2 separate regions of the Rattus norvegicus genome follow, and region 1 is linked to region 2. Evidence: chromatin contacts called from public Hi-C data. All regions are on one chromosome and are shown on one strand. The core of a region is the stretch at or near the end of the contact, and the rest is flanking DNA. Distances in the headings are between cores, read along the strand shown.

Region 1 (2,700 bases), core at 50-2,549, 500 kb after region 2:
GCTCAGCCTAGTCCCCAACTCCTATACCAACCAGCCACCATATAAGGAACAGAGAAAGATGGCCAGCGACTAAACTGTAAATGAGAGGATATGCTATTGCAGACTCGGGGAGAAAGGGGCTTAGAGATGATGGTGCTGAACTGTAAAAATATGTCAGCTTGAAACTGAGACATGACTCAGTTAGTCCAGCTAAATTTCGTGACAAATTGGTCTGTTTCCTGTAAGCCCTCTTGGCATAGAGCCTTCCACTACCACAACAGCAGCCAGAAATAAGCAGAAATGTTAATAGGATATGAGAATTAAAACTTACAAAGACCACCCTCCCACTAGCTAAAGATTACGGCAAACACCGTTATTTGCTGTGTTCGTTCCAAATGTATGTGTGCAGATAACTAACATGAATATTCACATATGTTGAACATTTGCCTGAGTGTTTTCCATAATACTTTGCTTTTTACATGCAACAGGGACTTTTCCAATCTGTGCGGACACCCACCTTCAGTTTCTGCTCTCCAAGACTTCGTTTAACCAGGCCTGGTAACACACCAGTGATCACAGAACTAGGCAAGGAGGATGAGGCAGGAGGATCTCAAGTGTGAGGACAGCCTGGGTTCACAAGCAAGATTATGTCTAAATAAGAACAACAACAGAGCTCAATTTAACGCTTACTCACTCTTGCAAAAATATTGTTTTAATTTCAACAACTATCACTGAGTCCTTAAGAGCTGGCCACTGCATATGAATTTTCTAATTTTATTCGTACAGTAATCCAATGCTGGGTAGTCACTAATCTCGTTCAACAGATCAAAGACCTGTCTCTTTTGCCCTACTGTGAGTCTTCTACGCTCTCCTCACAGAGCCAGAAAAGTTGCAAACCGGCCGAATAGGGCCACAGAGACCAGGTGAGAGGCCTTTAAAAGAGACACTACTGAAGCCACGCTCACAACAGCAGGCCCCACGCCACGTGGCCCGCGTGTCTCCACGTCGTCCACCTGTGCTTATTCCCATAACCCCCAGCCCTTTATCACCGCAGCCTTGTGATCGTGGGTCGAGTCCTGCTCCTTAGATCCTCTGTCTTGGGGTCTGGACAGTGTCTAGAAAGCTCTGCAAGGGAGGTGATCCCGGAGGAGGAGGGGACACGTCGGGGCGGGGCCAGCCACCCAAGGTCCCCTGCGGGGGACGTCACCGGCCCCAGGTGCGGAGGGCGGGAACTGCCTCGCACCTCCTGGCAGAGCGAGCGCTTTCCCCTCCTCCATCCAGACTGCGGCCCGGCTCCCGGCTACCCTTTCTGACCCGGCCACACCTGGAACCGCACCCCGGGCCGGGCGGAGGCGGAGAAGGGCGGCCCCGGGAGAGACCTGGCCCGGAGGATCGGCGGGACTCTGGCAAGGCCCGGCGGCAAGGGCGCGGCGAAGCGAGGCGATGGCGCGGAGCCCGAGCGGCCGGTGCACCCTACTGCTGCTGTTGCAGCTGCTGGCGGTGGTAAGTGCAGTGACCCCCGCGCCCTAGCCAAGAAGGCACCGCTGTCCCCGCAGTGGGACAGCGCAGGGCCCAACATAGGGCGGGCGAGCAGGGTGGGCGCGCGCTCAATCACTCTCTCCCTGTGACCGTCACACTCAGGTCCCAGTGACCTTTCCTAACTGGGATCTGTGAGTGCGGTGAGCCCCTTGCAAGGAACCCTCTTCCTAGGGGCCCAAGGCTTTGTTTGGAGCCTTCTGAGAAACATGGAGGCAGTGGGAAGCCCCACGCGCACCCTCTTGCAAGTTCGCTAAAGTTCCCGCAGCCTCCAGCTCCTCCAGCTACCGATAGTCAGTGAACCGGGAAACCAGGAAGCACCCGAGTTCCTAGAGTGAATAATGACAACTAAAAATGCCTACTCTAAAAGTATTGTTTACAGAGTTTAAAGTTCTACTCTTAAAAGTACCTTGGTTACCCTCCTGAGCTGATAGTACTTTCCCGGTATTTAAATGAATGTATGTAATAGGTTTTATAATTTAGAAGGAAAGCGAAGTCACTCTCATCAAAGGAATGGCCTATTTGAAAGAAAGGGTTTTCCACACGAGAGGTTCAGACCCAAGGTCTAGATTTCTTTCGTACGTTTGGTTTCTATGCTTTACTTGGATTTTAAGTGGCCGTGTTTGTTTGTTTGTTTGCTTGCTTGCTTGCTAACGAAATTGCATATAATTTAGGAATGAATGCCTGTGACTTACCGAGATTTGCCAACTAGGTTTTGGTAAATTGTGGGATCATATCTCAGAGACTTCACCAATAGGTTCAGAGATATTAGACACAAAATGATACCCTATTTTCTTACATCATGATTGAAATTTAAGAAGTAATTGTATTCACTCTACTGGAAGTTCTTCCTCTAAACATTTAGAGCTGTGGCTGTGGGAGAGGAGAGAAAGACAGACAGACAGAGAGGAGTTACAGTAGGAGAGAGAGGAATGGGATCCTGAGTGGTGTGGTACCGGTGGAGAAAAACAATAGGTTTGTTGTTGCCCTTGTTGTTTTAAGGAAACACAGAAGGAAAATGAGTAAATTCAACAAAAGATTTCCCTGAACTCCCTTTCCACAGTCAGCTTGGTAACAAGGAACTACAGGCCGCTGGTGCAGCCTGTTTCATGCTGTTTGGTTTTGCTCCGCCAATGTTGCTGAGGTCATTTTTCATGAGATATTTCTATGACCTAATCTTGGGCT
Region 2 (2,700 bases), core at 18-2,517:
TCCTCTCGAGACTTTTCTCCTCCATGCATTATGCAAAGACCATTTTAAAGTAGATCTGTTCCTTCTAGGAGTGAAGGACAGAGAGAATGAATGAATGCCACTTAAGGCCATTCTTTCTGCAGACAGAAGGAGCGTGCCCAACTCAGACATCTGTTGCCACGTTGCTCCTCAAAGCAGAGAGCTCAAGTCATTCATTCCTCCACTTGATTCATATCTCAGATGTCCACAGGATGGCAGCAAAGAACAATAAATCAAACCTGATCGCTTAATTTAAAATCAACCCGCAGAAGTGATTAATCAGACTTGAATCCCTTTCTGCCCAAGGCACGGTACCACTATCAAGTCTCCTCATGGACGACATGGGTGTGGGTTTAATTGCACCCGTATGTGGCCGCAGTGACAGCTCACCAAGAGATTTTCTTTTTCTATTTAATCCAGTAAACAATGAGGCAGAATCTGTCCTTTGTGCTTTCAGTTTATTAATCCCACAAGCTTATTAATCAGCACATAAACCTGTAGTAAAAATAGCATTCCACAGAGGTGTGGAAGATGTACCTGTGACAGCCTGTGACAGCCCTGGGCTTGTGCTTTCTTTTTTCTGTTTGTATCAGCTCAGTTTGGCTCACTGACATTGGCTTATTCCCAGTTACCCCTTGCAAACAAGATGTAATTTACCTCCAAGCTCCATTAATGATCTAACCAATGTTAAGTACTTCCTGCAGCCTTAAAATGGCAATGTGTGATGTTAAAAATACTTTTAGGATTGGAACACTAATGTTCGAGAATTCACCATTGGTGGTTTGGGTTTATCTTAGGTTAAATTTATTTCCTATTTCTATAGGTAATCTACACTCACTTCACATGGTATTTCTCTCCTGGGTGTTGTGTGACAGAAATGTTCCTAGGGGGACACAATACACACATCCACTCACTCTGATCCCACACTCCGATCCCACAACACATCAAAGTGTGGGCACCACCAGAGTCCGACCTAGTAAGCCAATGCATTTGTTGGAGTTATTTACAGGAATATGGGTGAGGGGTTACTCATAGGGACACAAATGACTCACAGTTGTATCACCAAAGCTCACCATAGCACAGGTGACAGACAGTTCATAAAGACTGGGAACCTGGATCTCACTGCACAGCCTGCAGGCAGCTCAGTGGGTTGAAGAGTATCCTTTCCGAGTGACTCTACTCAAAGCCTTTTCCAGGCAGCTGGACTGGTGTCTTCTTTGAAGCTCAGTTCCACTTCATTGGAGAGGGACTCTTGGCTTTTATTACTAACTCTGGCAGGGAGGAGCCTAGTCAATCTGGCCAGTTCCAGGAATCTGGCTAGCTTCCTGAAGCTAGTTTGAGTTTTTTAACCTTCCTGTTTAATGATCGTCGGCAGGATAGAATGTTTCAATGGAGAGATTGATACAGCACTGACTTACAAATAATATCGAGCATGCTCTTCCCCTGTGGAATGGCCATAAGAAAGTGCTGCACTGTAAGGTCTCCATCTGGGAATCCCACAACCCTCCCTTTGAGGGGAAAAGGGAATCTCCATACTATTTTTTTTTTTTTTTGAGCCAAGGAAATATTCCCTGGGGACTTGTAGGGGTGGGCTAGTACCTTTAATCAATTCAACGTTGTAAATGCTGCTACTAAAACTTGTTTCCACATATGACTGAAACCTAAAATCAATATTTTCTTGCAAGAATCATACCATCTCCCACACACAACATTGACAGTTTGGTGCCAGAAATGCTGGCTACTTAGCTGTAACCCAAAACATTAACAGAGTAGAAATTCCAACAAATTACAAAAAAATCTATTTCAGTATTATCTGAAAAGTTTCTTCATGTGCTTCAACTAATATAAGTCACTCAATTTGTCTTAAAATATTTCAGTGCATGAAAATTTGTCCATCCTGTAACAGGAGCAAGGAAAACTACAAAATTCATCGATATAGAGTGCCATCTAGTGGTCATACATTAGATCACGCTTTAGACTCAAAATGGGTCTGCATTGATTCTATCTAGGGCTAGATCTAGAGCGTATCATCAATGAATTCAAATTTACACCATTCTGCCATAATAAACATTGTTAGAGGCGGGACCTGGTGGGGAAACGTTTGAGATGTAAATAAATAAAATAATTAAGTAATAATAAATATTGGCTTAGGATGGGCATGGAGTTGCACATTTGGACTTCCTAACACTTGGGAGGTAGATGCAAGAGGGTTAGAAATTTAAGGTTCTCCTCAGCTACACGGAGAGTTTGAGGGGCATGTACATCCCTTTGATATTGACTTGGTACCTTGTTACATGCTAGTAAACATGGATGGATAGCGTCGTGGCATATTCACCAGAGAAGACGGCTCAGACAGGGTTGTATGCCAAAAGAAGGTCTTTATTAGCCTGCCAGTGACTACAATGGGTACTTGGGACCCCACTGTAGTACTGAACGTTTCTCAACAGGGAGATTTTAAGCACAAGAAGACATGTTCTGGATTGACACACTTCACTTAACAAGAACAGTTAGCCGGAAGTGGAACTACAGAGGCCCAAAGCAAGGTTGATACATTGAGAGACCTTTCCAGAACTGTGGACTTTGATGGGTCAGGCCTGTGTTTTTACTTCGGCAGGCCGTGCTGCCTGCATGCTGAGATTTACGGCCTGAGTGATACTTCTACCATGGAGCCAGTTGTGCTGA

Evidence for each region. Hi-C and Micro-C count contacts between places; a contact is called where the count stands out from the background.
Region 1: a Hi-C map of liver shows a contact between it and region 2, with 3 times the contacts expected there. The contact joins the promoter of Dsg2 here to the enhancer-like site in region 2. A contact is called at or near these places in 8 of 12 Hi-C or Micro-C datasets (the A7r5 cell line, Schwann cells, frontal cortex and 4 more).

Annotation. Positions count from the first base shown.
Region 1 is chr18:12,119,988-12,122,687 of GRCr8, forward strand. It overlaps Dsg2 (desmoglein 2), which reads left to right and starts at 1,300. Exons shown (of 15, transcript NM_001427278.1): 1 at 1,300-1,482. The coding sequence starts at 1,423.
Region 2 is chr18:11,624,349-11,627,048 of GRCr8, forward strand. No RefSeq gene overlaps it. Among named protein-coding and RNA genes, the nearest start is that of Dsc3, 63 kb to the right of the region's middle. Within about 2 kb of position 1,268, at least 3 of the 93 cell types and tissues checked have an H3K27ac peak or open chromatin away from gene starts, as enhancers often do. A contact at or near this core is called in kidney and liver, where this site is marked.